Regions from separate parts of the Mus musculus genome. Here region 1 is linked to region 2. The links are chromatin contacts, called in public promoter capture Hi-C maps. All regions are on one chromosome and are shown on one strand. Each heading gives the region's core, a stretch centred on a gene start, on an enhancer-like site or on the middle of the called end of the contact. The rest is flanking DNA. Distances are from core to core; before and after follow the strand shown.

Region 1 (7,407 bases), core at 3,205-5,704, 750 kb after region 2:
ACTACCAATATTAGACTTTCCCACCTTCAAAAGTGAACCCCCAAGCCTGTGCGCCTCTTTTTTACTGGTTATTTTGAGGCAAGGTCTCACTCCGTAGCTCAGACTTGACCTCAAACTCAGTCTCTCAAGTGTTGGGATTACAGGCATGAACCGTTCTGCCTGCTTCCACTTCCTTCCTAGGGCAAGTTTTTATGTTTCCGACATATTCCTTATTCTGACACGAGTTTGCTGCTTCTTCTCACTATCAGCTCACTCATCCTACCCTCTCTCCCCGCCTGTGATAATGGCTCTTCACTGACTCCACTAGCCTTACTCCCCAACCTGACTGCTGCACCCCAATCACTAATTAATGCAATGAATCCAGCCGATTTTCCCACTCAGTGACTCCCAGAAGTAAACAACACTTCAAACCTGCACATGAGTCATCACCCTTGTTAACACTTTTTTTAAAAGACAGAATCTATGTAGCTCAAGATAGCCTTGAACTCAGAATCCTCTTGCTTCAGCCTCCAAGGTACACTTGGTAGCATCTTTCCGTTAATGATAAACACTTAATGATCCCCTATAGCGCCCGAGGGCCGTTCCTTCCTCACACTAGCCTTCCAGGAGGTTCACCTCCTCTCCACCGTAACCCCAGCATTCAGCAAACCCTCTCCCCGGCCAGCCAGTTCCTTCCCTCACCTCCCCTACATCCAGCCCCGCTGGACCTTCCTTCCCACGGCTTCTAGCGCACGACCCTCTACCTCGGCCCCCTCCCCTACAACCCAGTCCCTCTCCTCCTCCCAGAGTCCCCAGCTCTGCCCCTGCAAGCCTTCCATCTTCCCAGGTTCTCCTTATTACTCCCTTGGACCCCTCCACACCCGTCTGCTCTCCCACTGACCCCCTCGGCCGTCCTCTCTCTCTCGGCGCCGGGTCACGAATCCCGCCCTCCCATCCAGACTGCACTCGCTTCTGCCCGCCCCCGCCGTCCCCGCCTCGCTCTCCCTACGCTGACATTGAGGCCTCCCGGCTGCGCCACTCCGAAGCTGTCCCCACCCGGGACTACCCACGGCCCCGAGCGCAGGCCGAGCCCCTCGCCGAGCCCACCCTTCCCGATACCGCCCCCAGCCCCAGCCACTCCCCCACCGCCCCCGGCCCGCACTCACCCGCCTCCCTCCGCTCGCGCAGCCGAACCTGCCGGCAGCGACACCTGACAGCGGCCCAATCAAAGCGCGACTTCTTTGCGGTCCCGCCAATCCGCAGAGGGCGCGCACCGGCAACAGTCAGGCTGCGTTGGCCGGAGCCTCAGAATGGAGGAGGGTGGCTCCTAGTGGCCGCACGGGGGAATGCAACCTGATGCTGCTCTGCCTCTTGATTTCCTACTGCGTTGCCTGCCAGTCCACAACCTTGGTCTCTAGAAAGACTAACCAGCGAGACCAATGGAATGGAGACACGGGGAGAAGAGGCAAAGTTTGTGACGTTGCACCTCCTCCAGGCGGGGGGGGAAACCGAGTCTTTTTTTCCTGTAAAGCAAAACAAAGTGTGATTAAAGATAGACATAAGCTGAAAATATAGACATAGCTGAGAATCGCTAGGGATGCTGGAGACAAACGCATAAACAAACAGAGAAGCAGATAGAAGTTAAGGGGAGGAATAAAGAAACTAATTTGTAAAAGATACAAGAAAACGGTGGGCAAGGAAAACTGAGAAAACTGGATTCTGTCTCCACATCCTGCTTCTTCTCTGTTCTCTAGCCTTGGAATCTGAAACGCTGGGTTTGAATCCTCCTCTTATCTTTAAAACCTCGTAGCCTTGGGAAAGTCACTTGACTTCCCAGAGGCTCCACTCTGCTTATTTGTAAGGGTGGAACTAAATACTTAATATACATACACAGTGCTGCTGCTTGTGACAAAGTGCTTGAGAAAATTTAAGGGGAAAGAGATTTATTTTGGTCCAGGGTTTCAGGAGTTTTGCTCCTTAGCTCCATTGCTTGGGCCACGAGGAGAGGCAGAACATAAATGGTGGCTGGGTAAAAGCCACTTGCTTGTTGGCTGACAGCAAGCAAAGAGGGAGGAATGGGCAAAGGGCAGATGTATTGTCCAAGGCATGCTCAAAGGGACCCACTTTCTCCAACTAAGCCTCACATCCTCCCTTTCAGCATGTCCCAATAATCTTATCACATTATGAATTCATCAAGGGATAAATCCATTAATTAGAGTAGAGCCCTTTTGAGCTTTTTGCAATAGCTGGTAATTAACCAAACCCCAATACATGAGCCAGTAAAGAACATTTCTTATCGAAAAAGAATTGATGATACTGATGATATGAAAGCATTATTTACGCATATGTTACTGTTGACCTTGAATCTTCATTTAGGAGTTTGAGTGCCCCCATTTGTTCTCTATAATTTTGGGAACCTAGGAATTGTCCTAGTTAGATGCCTCATCTTACTGAAACCTCTGCCCCAGGCTTCCTGAATTGATAGAGATAGATTCTAAGAGCAGAATCTACAAAGAATCAGTGATAGTTAGGGCTCAGACTCATTCCTCTTCTACCACTCCAACCCTGGGAGCGAGTAATTACCGCAGCTCCCAGCTGTAAACAGCCTCCAGCGACCCCACTGGCATACTGAGCCTCACAAAGAATTTAAAAAGTGCACAAATCGATGAGCCCTCTTGGAAGAGCTATTGTTTCCCATAGGAAGGCATTTTCCAAATTTGAATGACTTCTCTGTACCCTGGCTGCCTTTACTTCTTCTGTTAGCCTCTCTTCCCACACCCCACCTCCTGAACACCTTCTCAGCCAAATAATAGCCCAATTGCTCTCGAAGACTATCTCCTCCTTTTATCTGGGTAAATATACACCATCCCAAGTAATTATATTCACTTACTCATACCTACTCCTTAACCTGGATAATGAACACCCACAGCACAGGTAACATTTTTTTTCCCTCTCCAAAAATAAGGAAGTTCCACCAGTAGATCTCTATTCTTGGAAAATGTGTTATTTTACCAAGAGAAGAGGCTTAAGTAATGGAGCCAAAAGTGAAATGGATTCTTTCTAAGGATACTCACCAATGAGAAAGGTCAGAAAGGAGACATATGGGGTGGGGACTTGAGGGAAATAAAGGAATGTATATTAGTTGGGCCAGTGGGGATTATGAAGGGTAATTCTTTTTCCCAAGTACTTTCTTACAACTTCCAAATATCTTACTGTCTTCTGGAACATCAGGAAGCTGAAGGTAGACATATTAATGGCAATATGTCTGCTTTGCTTTGGCTGGCCCTCCGCACCCAAACCTCAGGTCTCTATCTCAGCTTCAGCTTTCATTCCCCTTCCTGCACTAATAAAAGTCAAGTTGCTCCTAGCCCAGCACGTAGCTGTGGAAACAAACCCTCTTGAGTCTGAGTATGCACTTCGCAAAAGAGAGAGCGGACCAGGAAGAAGACAGAGACTCCCTGATGACCTTATGCCCTTGGATACTACCAGCCTTCACACTCCAGATTAAACTGCCTTAGCAAGCCAAGAGAGGAAGCACGAGTGGTTCGGGAGACCTGTGCCTGCCTGTTCCATTCCACACCCAGTCATCTCACCACACCCTCCTCCTCTCTTTATATTCCCCCTCCAGTCCAGGAACTGCCAGCTGCAGAGAAGAAGGAAGAGAAGGAAGAAGAAACTCACCATTCCCTGCCCAACCCCAGCCCCACACCCAGAGCAATCAACAGGTAGGCTTTCAGACACTACTCAGGAAGAGTCCTTCGAACAGCAAACAGATTTAAGCCTGGAAAAGAAGAAGAGAAATAAAAGATCAAAGGTGAAGCAGGGGTTAGAGTAGAGGAAAAAAAGAAAAAAAAAGCAGGTCCCCAATGAGAGGCAGGAAATAGCCAAGCTGAAGACTTGGAGGCAGTGAGTTTGGGAGACAGAATAGACAGGATAAGAGCCAATAGCTTTCTGATTCTTAAGGGATCCTTTCTCAATCTTATTAGGAAAGCATAGGTGTAGCTGGGAGTTCCCTGGTGCTCTTCCTGGTTCTTAGGGGAAGGTGACCTTGAGGCTGTGCTGTCTTTCCCCTGAGCTCGCTCAGTCTTCCTCCTCTATCTGTTTATTCTGTGGTTTTCCTGCGGCTGACTCTCCTGGGGAAAATGGAGAGATGGCGTGCAGATCGAATTCAGAAAAGAGGCTGGGCAATGTCAACCTCCCCACCCCCACCCCTAAAACCCAGAAAATAGACGGATTGGGTTTCAGATTTAAACAGAGAGGGTATGAAAGAAGGGGGGTTTCAGGTTCGGGAATCCCTGTGGTGCTGTCCTCTACTTAGTGCTGAAATCTGACCACCCTCATCCTTGGTGGGCGTCTGTCTCCAGCCTCAGGGAGTAAATCTCCGGTCTTCTTAATTACCTGGCTAGTGCTACCCAACCCCACCCCCGCACACCTAGCGCGGTGGCAGGCGGGAAGGCGGAGCCTGAGTGAGCCCCACCCCTGGAGACTGCGGCTGGGGCCTCCCTCTGCTCTGGCTGGCTCCTTGCTTCGCTGCGCTTCTCCTGCAGCCTGGTAGGCACCGGCTGCCACTTCAGCTTCAGCCTTCATCGTGACCCCTATTTTGGCTCCAGTCTCCGACCCAGCTCCGTCCTCTCTCTACCCGGTTGCATCTTCCCTCCTAGTTCCTGACTTGCGCCAGATCCTGCTCTGAATCTTTGTAGCCGCATCCCCAAGCCATGGCTGGTCCCTTCTCCCGTCTGCTGTCTGCCCGCCCTGGACTCAGGCTCCTGGCTTTGGCTGGAGCTGGGTCTCTCACCGCCGGGATTCTGCTCCGCCCGGAATCTGTAGGAGCTGCCGCTGCTGAACGGAGGAGACTGTATCCCCCGAGGTATTAGAGCCTGAGATGCACGAGGTGGGGGCTGGGGGTGGTAGTGGTGGTGATGGGAACCGAACAGGTAGAGAGGATAACCTGAGCAAAAGATAGGCCTCGAAGATGGATTTCCTGTACAGTTTGGAGATCCTAGCCCTGTAATGGAAGAACATGTCTAAGGACATGTCACCCGATGTCACTGCCTCCACACCAGCTTTACCTTTGCAAATTCTAGGTTCACCCACTGCCCAAATCCTTTTTGGATGACTAGAAGCTTTTTTTTTTTTTTTTAATCTCGACCTATTCTCCTTGTTCTCCCGAATTCTCCTGAGTCTCTCCCCTCCCCCATCTCTAATGTTATGCTCACTAGAGAAAAGCAACTCTGTAGACAAGGGGGAATTGAGGTGTTAGAACTATTAGGAAAGAAAAGACCCTGGAAATCCCTGAAGAGATTATCAAGATTTAGCCTACCTCTAATTCCCCCTCCTTCCAATAAGCAAAGCCAGACATGGCTCACTGGACAGCTCCCAGCTGACATCAGTAGGTCTAGGCTCCTGTGCCCTCCCTCCATGGTTACTGGGTACCCCCTTCCCAGCGCTGAGTACCCAGACCTCCGAAAGCACAACAACTGCATGGCCAGTCACCTGACCCCAGCAGTCTATGCACGGCTCTGCGACAAGACCACACCCACTGGTTGGACACTAGATCAGTGCATCCAGACTGGAGTGGACAACCCTGGCCACCCCTTCATCAAGACTGTGGGCATGGTGGCTGGAGATGAGGAGACCTATGAGGTAGGGGGCCCCTCAGAAATCCCAGTTCCTTCCTCCTAAAGATCCCTCATGTCTGTTCCCTCAAGACTCTGGATTGTCTATACTCAAACGTTCTGATCCAGTGATATCAATCTACAACTCAAGTGTTTCTTCTTTATAATCGCCTCTTCCTCTTAACTCCTTTTCAGGTATTTGCTGAACTGTTTGACCCTGTGATCCAAGAGCGGCATAATGGATATGACCCCAGAACAATGAAGCACACCACTGACCTTGATGCCAGTAAAGTGAGCCAAATGTGACACTTCCGATATGTGCAGCCTTGTGCACAATGTTCTGTATCTCCAATCATTACACCTTGTTTCCTGACTCAGGGTTAGACTGCTGAGCTTTGTATATTGATAAGAGAAAGAATTGCATATCTTGAAGTATAGCAGATAGGAGGACGTAGTGGATAAGAGTCTGGATAATGGAGTTGAGGAGAATCTGATCAAAGTACAAAATGGTGAAAGAATTTTTAAGAAGTGACTATGTCCTGGCTGGGTGTGGTGGCTCACACCTGTAATCTCAGCTCTCAGACGGCTCAGAAGAGCCCTCCTCCCTCCACCAAAAAAAAAAAAAAAAAAAAAAAAAAAAAAAAAAAAAGGCTGTACCCAAAGTGAGAAATGTGGAGAAATGACCACAGTGTTTTCAGTTAGCATGCCTGTCCAATGTGTCTTCCTTCTGGCACCTGCTTTATAATCCCCAAGAGTTCCCACCTGCTGTGTTTCTATGATTTATAGTCATTTCTCTTATTCCTCAGATCCGTTCTGGCTACTTTGATGAGAGGTATGTATTGTCTTCAAGAGTCAGAACTGGCCGAAGTATCAGGGGACTCAGTCTCCCTCCAGCCTGCACTCGGGCAGAGCGAAGAGAGGTAGAACGTGTTGTGGTGGATGCTCTGAGTGGCCTGAAGGGTGACCTGGCTGGACGGTACTATAGGCTCAGTGAGATGACGGAGGCCGAACAGCAGCAGCTTATTGATGTGAGGGCCCTTGACAGGGAACGGGATTGTGGAAAAAGAGGTGGAGGGGAGAGTGGACCAGAAAAGGTAGATGGCCTGGATGGTACTGTGAGAATTCTTAGACCCAATCCCTTTATTCTCCTCAGGACCATTTTCTGTTTGATAAACCTGTGTCCCCATTGCTGACTGCAGCAGGAATGGCTCGAGACTGGCCTGATGCTCGAGGGATCTGGTATGGAGCCAACACACTTTTTTGGTTTTTTTTTCCCCCTTGTATGTGCAAAGTTTTTTCTCCATCTACCCCAGTGCTTGTCTTGCCCACTGATGGCTATACCTATCCTGCCCTCAGGCACAACAATGAGAAGAGTTTCTTGATCTGGGTGAATGAGGAGGACCACACACGGGTCATCTCTATGGAGAAAGGCGGCAACATGAAGAGAGTGTTTGAAAGATTCTGCCGGGGCCTCAAAGAGGTTGGAGAAGGGTATACCAGGGAGCTAGGGGAGAGGAAATGAGAAATACCACACAGCAGCATAGCTAGATCGGCTATATCACTTGTCAGTCAACGCAGAGTATTTCTGATAGTAGAAAGGGTCATTATCATGCTAGGATAATAGTTACAAACCAGGGCCATCCTTGGAAAACCAGGGCATATAGTTACTCTAAAAATAGAAAGAGTGTCAGTAACCTAAGGAAGGAAATAAAGCATAATCTTTGCCAAGTAATGAAAAGAAGGAACCAATGATCAGCAAGCCAGTGCCGGGGTAGGTGGTATGAGGTAGTATGTGCAGTTAAGGAGAACGTTT
Region 2 (6,787 bases), core at 3,738-6,237:
ATGATTTTTAACAAAGCTTCAGGAAAATCTTGATTATTAAAATTAATTTAAAATCCTACAAGTAGGCTGAGTGTAGCGCATGCCTACAATCCCAGCATGTGGGGGAGGGGAGAGGTGTGAGGTTGGGAGATTTTGAGTCTGAGGCCAGCCTGGGCTACATAGCAAAAACCTGTCTAAAAACAAAAATTTTGTATAATTTTTGCATATAGTTTTAGCTCTTTCAGAGCCTTCTACCAATAAGGCACCTGCAATAGTAAAAAAAAAAAAATTTGCTACTGCAGCCTTGGGGAACATTCTCGGTGGCTGTTGTGTTGGTGCTCCTTTGACAAAGGTCTCTTCAAGACAGCTACATATTTAGGTACATCCTAAGTTCCAAGTGTAAACACTGCTATTGAGTTAGTGTACAGGAACAAACACATTCATCCTTAGTCATACGTTTCCCACAAATTAGAATTTCATAAAAAATATGAAGTATTAACACAGAGGTGATGGGAAAGACTTTATGAAAGCTGACAGTTCGCAAACTCAAAGTCTCCAGCTATGGCAAGCAGCATTTCCTCCCTTCATGAACAGCAGGTTCCTTAGAGCCCAACTAATGATAGTTTTGAAGATCAACACTGGCCATGACCTACACGGCTCAAGATGAAGGGTTCTTCCTGTCTCCTACTCCTAAATCCCTTTCCTTCAGCTTATCTGACATAGTCCTAAAAAGGAAAAAGTCATTAAGTAAAATGTTCTCTGCAGTGTATCCAACATCAGGAGCCTTTGACTCAGTCAGATTTCAACAGAGGTTCCAAGTCTGTCCCATGATCCTGGAGAATATCATGCAAATTTCTTCTTGGTGGCTGTGAACCTCTCCATGTACTAAAAACATGAAAGAAAATTATACATATGGCATTTGGTGTAGACAAATATAAGAATCCTTTTTTTTTCAATGATTTATTTTTATTTTACGTAGTTTGGTGTTTTGACTGCATCTATATCTGTGTGAGGGTGTTGGATCCCCTGCAACAGGAGTTATGGATAGTTGGGAGCTGCCATGTGGGGGCTAGGAATTGAATCCTGGTCCTCTGAAAGAACAGTCAGTGCTCTTAACTCCTGAGCCATTTCTCCAGCCCCCCCTCCCCCAGGGATACTTTTTGACTTACGTTTTTATGTTTTTTTTTTCTTTTTAATTTGACTTGATTAATTTCATACAAAACTAACTCCTTTTCAAGGCAGAATCTCACTATGTAGCCCTGGGCTGGCCTTGGACTCAGATCTGCCTGCCTCTGCCTCCCAAGTGCTAGGATTAAAACCCTGCTCCAAACCTGGCAAAATCTACTTAAATTCATTAATTTTTGCCTCTTTTTTTTGGCTAGGAAACATCAAAAGATGCAGTGCGATAATCAATATGTGGAGAAAGTCACTTGGCACAATACAGTCTGGCCAAGTCTTAGAGCTACCTCCAAAACAAACTTGTCAAATGCTAACTGTAGACATCACTTAAGTTTAATCTCATTAGTTTTTTCTCTGGAGCAGGCACTAAAAATGTAAAAGATGTTAATACACACCTTATCATAACCCTCTAGTTCTCGAAGTTTCTTTATTTCAAAGAGATTGCCTTCCACAGCAAGCAGGCAGATTTGGGAGTCACTGAGGATGCTCTGTGGAAGCATGCTGAGCTCAAGGCAGTTCTCTTCCAGCCGGAGGACCTTGAGGCGAGGACAGCAGGATATCTTCACAGAGAGCTGAGAGATCTGTCAACAACCAAACAGTAAGAGGACAGAGAGCATAATGGCCACGTTACTACACTGAAACAGCTCTTGACTGTGTCCTAGTTTTTCTTTTACCGCCTCCGTTTTCTCACTACCTACTCGCACAGAAGCCTGTAACATACCTTCTGTTACTCCTCCACTTCCAAATTATTTGAAGGTTACCAGTAGCTTTTCAGAAATAAAAACCAATAATAAAAGCACTGTGTATTTATTGTAGGAAATAATGTAAGTTTAAGGGAAAAGCTTACCAGCAAGCTGCCACTCAGAAACAACCACATGAACATCTTGATACCTACCACTCTGCTGAAGCCAAAGTCATGCTTCCCACACTGCAGCATCTGCCTGGACTACCCATTTCTTGAGGCTCCCTCTAGTGCATGACTTCTGAATTTTTCCTGAAAATTTTTTGGGGGTGTCATTTTTTGTTGTTTGCTTTCTTTTTGTTTTTTTGAGACAGAATTTCTCTGAAGCACTGGCCTTGAACTTGCTCTGTAAACCAAGTTTGCCTCTAACTTAAGAGATCTCCCTGCCTCTGCCTCCTGAGTGTTGGGATGAAAGGCATGCATCACCACCACCCTTTTTATTTCTTTATAATTATATTCAAGCAGAAATAAATTCCTAATGCTTCCTATTTAACATTTAGAACCTTCTAGAAAACAATCATTCTTAAAACCATTTCACTTGTGACTTCAAAATCTGTATCAACAGTCCTGTGTACTAATCTCGAATACAGCTGTGTATCTACAGTTTTCACTAAAACTAAATTCTGGTCACTAAATTCTGTTGACTACCTGCATCTCAAACCATCACCTAGGAACTTACAGAAAATGCAGATTCTGCAGATTCTTAGACTTCTCACGTACTGAATCAAACACTTAGGTGACCTTAAGGTCCCCAGGTTATCCAAGTAAGGTCTGAGAAACTGGTCTAGTAGTAGGGAATGTGGAATTATTCAACGAATACCAATGACAGTTCTTTCCTAGAAATCTCAGGAAAAAGACAAAACCAACCTCAAAGGCTGAATATTATGCTAACTACAATTTAGCACAGTAATAACATGAACATAGTAGCTAATATACATGCATAATGTACATATACATAAATGCTAAAAACTCAAGGCTACCGAATCTCAAATGTTTCATCACTGTGCCTCATATCTGAAGCAGAGCACCATCTCCATACTAATGTTAACCAAGGAGCTTCAAAACATTTCACATGTAAAGTCGTCCAATTATAACGTAGCTCCAGAACAGCTATCACATGGATTTCTCAACAATTTCTAACGTCTGACTCTCAGATCCTATGGGTACAGGTCTCATTCCTACACTATATCACCCCTGACACGGCTCCTCACTAAATAATGGGTGTGAAAAGAAAATATCTGTAAAACCTTCGATAGGTTTAATTTTGTGTGTGTGTGTGTGTAATTATCTCACCCTGTTACTCCTTCCTCAAAACACTTTCAACACAATTACACAGCCACTATCAACCCACTCCATGATTCTGGGCATTGGAGTAAGTTCACCTTATATATCTTTTAGCTTCTAATTTCCAACTCCATGATTATCGTTTAAGGAACAAGAAATCAGAAGACCATAAATGCAAACATACACTGGGGAGAGGGGCAAAACAACACAAAGTATGGACCTGGTTCTGGTTGAGATTGAGTTCGATGGCCTGCAGCTCCCCAACTGTGTCAGGTATACTCCGAATCTGGTTTTTAGAGAGATCTACTACATCTAGATGTCTCAGGCAACAAAGCTGGGGGGGTAATGCTCCCAGCTGATTCCCAGAGAGGCTCAGCGTCTTCAGGGCAGACAACTGCCCAAAGGTAGATGGTAGCTCTCTCAGGTGATTGTTGTTGAGACTTAGTGTCTCTAGTTTTTTCAGATTGCATAATTCATCAGGTAGAACAGCTGGTGAAGAAGAAATTAAAAAACAAATCCGATAGAATTAATGACATTTATAAAAAGACAGTATGGTAGCCTGCTTCATCTTGTTTTTGAGACAGGATCTCATTAAGTTGTCTAGGATAGCCTTGAAATTAAGATCTTTCTGCCTCAACCTCTGAGTAGCTGGGGCTACTGTAGGTCTAAGTCACCAGGTCTGGCTTCTTACATAGAATTCTCACAGGTCATGTTTAGGTTTCACAAACTGTTTGGGAGGTTAAGAAGCCATCAAAATGCAGAAAATTGTGTATGTGTGTAAGGGGTTCCTTTTGCTTAGCTGTATTCTAAAAACGATCTGAGGGAGTTTAAAAGATCCTCCCATTCCACCCTGCCCCGAAATTAGATAACTGTTTATATCGATTCCCAAAGGTCTTCCAGGTCCAAATTAACCTAGTAATAATCATTATACCACCCAAAGAGGCTTTTATATTTAATTACAAGAGATTAAAGCTTCAATACTCTAACATTCTGCATCCCCTAAAATGATTTCATAACAAAAATCATCTAACAGGAAAAACACCCTTCATAACTGCTGATTACTAGCAAAAGCTGCCCAGACACAAATTCCATACTCAGTTTGTTGTTGTTGAGGGAGAGGCTCTTTAGCAGAGTGAACTTTCCTATTATCAGAGGCGGTAGGCTGTCAATCTTGTTGTTGGATAAATCGATGGTCCTAAGATTGCTTGTCAGCTTCTGCAACTCTGAGGGGAACTGGAGAAAGGAGCTCACAGTTTGGAAAAATCCTGCACCAATAGTCTTCGCCACCCCGCCAACCCTAGCCCTTTTAGTTTCTTGGTCCGGTCCCCTCAGGTCTCACCTCGGTCAGACCACGGTCTTTAAGCTGAAAGACACCAGTTTTCTGCGCTGTTTCCACATGAGCACGGAGAGCACTGTTACCCATCCTAGCGCCACGGCTCAGTTCCCTGCAGGAAAAGAAGCATAGCTGTCACCGCCTAGTCTAGACATACAGTCGTCGCTAAATCTCCCGTTTGGGTCTCCTGTCCCAATTGTCACCTTCTGCCTATCCCTACTTCCCTGGGGCCAGCCCAAGAGTGGCAAGGAGAAAACAGGCGAGCAGGCAGCGCTACCACAAGGTCCTGATGCTTTGGCAGCAGAGCTAAGGGCCAGGGAGCCTCCGATAGCTGCTGCCGGAACAGGGAGCTTGAGACTCGCCTCCTACCGCTCAGTGCAAAGAAGACTCCGCCAGGGAACACCGGGGACCCGCGCTCGCCTGAGACGCGCTCCCAGGGCTTCCGCCCGGGCAGGAACGCCCTGTGACATCATCAAACCGCGCGCCTGTTCGCGGTGTTGCCCCTCACTCCTCGCGCCAGTTCCAGAGGTGTGCGGAAGCCATGGCGGCCGCCAACCCGTGGGACCCAGCGTCCTCGCAGACTGCAGCTGGGTTACTGCTAAACCACTTGGTAGCTTCGGGCATAGTCACTAAGGTACGTGGGGGCGGCGATGGCGTCATCAAGGTGGCGACAGAATTCTGCTGTGAGGTGGTGGTCCTGGTTATGCGGGCGTGAGTGAGCCAGCTGAGGACTGTGACCATACTCCCGTGGGTTCTTCGAGTGTGAGGGACTGAGTGGCTGGTGCACTGAGTGACTGAGCACTCTGTTTTGAGTGCCTGCGGGTTATCCCAGGACGGTTTGTGGGAGATGGAACAGCGCTCCACTTTTTTTTTCTTCCAGTGACACTACCTCTAGAACAAGTGTTCCTAAGGCTGCGACCCTTTAATACAGTTCTTCTGTAGGACCCCCGATATGGGGACTCCTACTCTAGTCCAGGGATAGGGTGCACCCACGAACACACAAGAATCCTTCTTGTTGCAATACACACGAGGCTTTATTGGCAGAGCTCTGGGCCGACACGTACCTCACACAGGAGGCAGGGGAGTCGACCCCGAGTCTCCAGAGCTAGGGGTTTTTGTAAAAGAAAAAGGGATAGGGATGCGAGGAATTTTAACAAAGGTATGGGATTGGGTCATTCAAACATTAACAGTAAGATTACATGTCAGCCAAAGGGCATCCGGACCTTGTTCCTGTGGGCTGGGGGCTTAACTTTGTTCTCATAGCAACCAGGTGATGTATGAAGCAATGCTGGGCCTCCAAGAAAAGGCCAAAATCTTTCACAGCGTAATGCCATCACAGTTCACCCTTATTATTTTAGCACTATTTATTTAGAGACCGAGTCTTGCTGTGTAGCCCTAGATGGTCTGTAACTCACTATCCCTGGCATTACAGGTGTGTACCGCCATGCCTGGCTGTTAACTCACTTTATAAGATGATATGGCAAAGAGGAGAGGGTAATGGGATCTAATTCTTCCAGCTTGCTGAGAGATACTGGAAGATTTTTTAGTCTTTTTAGGTGTTTCCTTTTTTTTAATGGAGAGGTGTCCTCACTCTATCCTAGGCTAGCCTTGAACACTGAGCCATCTTCCTGCTTCCAGCTCCTAAGACTCCCAAGTCTCTCGTGTCAACCATATGGAGGGCTGAATTTAGATCCCTAACGCCCAAGTAAAAGCAGTATGTGATGGTGCGTGTCCTAGAGCTAGGGGCCAGATACAGGTGGGGCTTGCTGGCTAGCTAGTCTAACCCAATCTATGTTACTATTGGGGTCTGGGCTAGAAAGATTTAGGTTCCTGGCCTCTTATCTAAAGAATTGAAAACAGCTTTATTCTGAGGGAAGGAATAACACAGAATATAGAGAGATATAGCATCAAGATTGAAAGCAGAACACTACAAAGGTCCCAGGTTATAGCCTGAGCTCTAAAGGAAGGAATTGTTTACATACAGGCATGGTTTGAGTGGTTCTCTACTCTTTTTTTTTTTAAGATATATTTATTTTGTAAATGATTATTATATATATATGAATGTATGTGTATCATGTGCATGCCTGTTGCCCATGGAGGTCAGAAGAAAGCATTGGATCCCCATGGAACTGGAGTAAGCCCCCATGTGGTTGCTGGGAATTGAACCTGGGTCCTCTGCAAGAACAACAAATGCTCTTAAATGCCAAGCCAGCTTTCTTTCCAGTCCTGTTTCTCTACTTTGGTTGATAGATTAGGTCAAACATTCTTTT

The links. Capture Hi-C pulls out chosen DNA fragments and counts their contacts.
Region 1: a promoter capture Hi-C map of pancreatic islet shows a contact between it and region 2. The contact joins the promoter of Ckmt1 here to the promoter of Haus2 in region 2. A contact is called at or near these places in 1 of 39 promoter capture datasets (liver), 1 of 484 Hi-C or Micro-C datasets (cerebral cortex) and 2 of 9 other capture datasets (adipose tissue and pancreatic islet).

Annotation. Positions count from the first base shown.
Region 1 is chr2:121,354,156-121,361,562 of GRCm38.p6, forward strand. It overlaps Ckmt1 (creatine kinase, mitochondrial 1, ubiquitous), which reads left to right and starts at 4,455. Exons shown (of 9, transcript NM_009897.3): 1 at 4,455-4,846; 2 at 5,424-5,622; 3 at 5,790-5,885; 4 at 6,401-6,622; 5 at 6,748-6,833; 6 at 6,951-7,074. The coding sequence starts at 4,695. It overlaps Gm33947 (a long non-coding RNA gene), which reads right to left and starts at 4,664. Exons shown (of 2, transcript XR_374934.4): 1 at 4,027-4,664; 2 at 3,660-3,760. It also overlaps a transcript of Ppip5k1 not described here.
Region 2 is chr2:120,604,395-120,611,181 of GRCm38.p6, forward strand. Haus2 (HAUS augmin-like complex, subunit 2) reads left to right here and starts at 4,988. Exons shown (of 6, transcript NM_025475.3): 1 at 4,988-5,151. The coding sequence starts at 5,059. It overlaps Lrrc57 (leucine rich repeat containing 57), which reads right to left and starts at 4,964. Exons shown (of 6, transcript NM_001159612.1): 1 at 4,721-4,964; 2 at 4,524-4,629; 3 at 4,279-4,417; 4 at 3,405-3,673; 5 at 1,554-1,739; 6 at 1-864. The coding sequence starts at 4,607. The coding sequence ends at 823.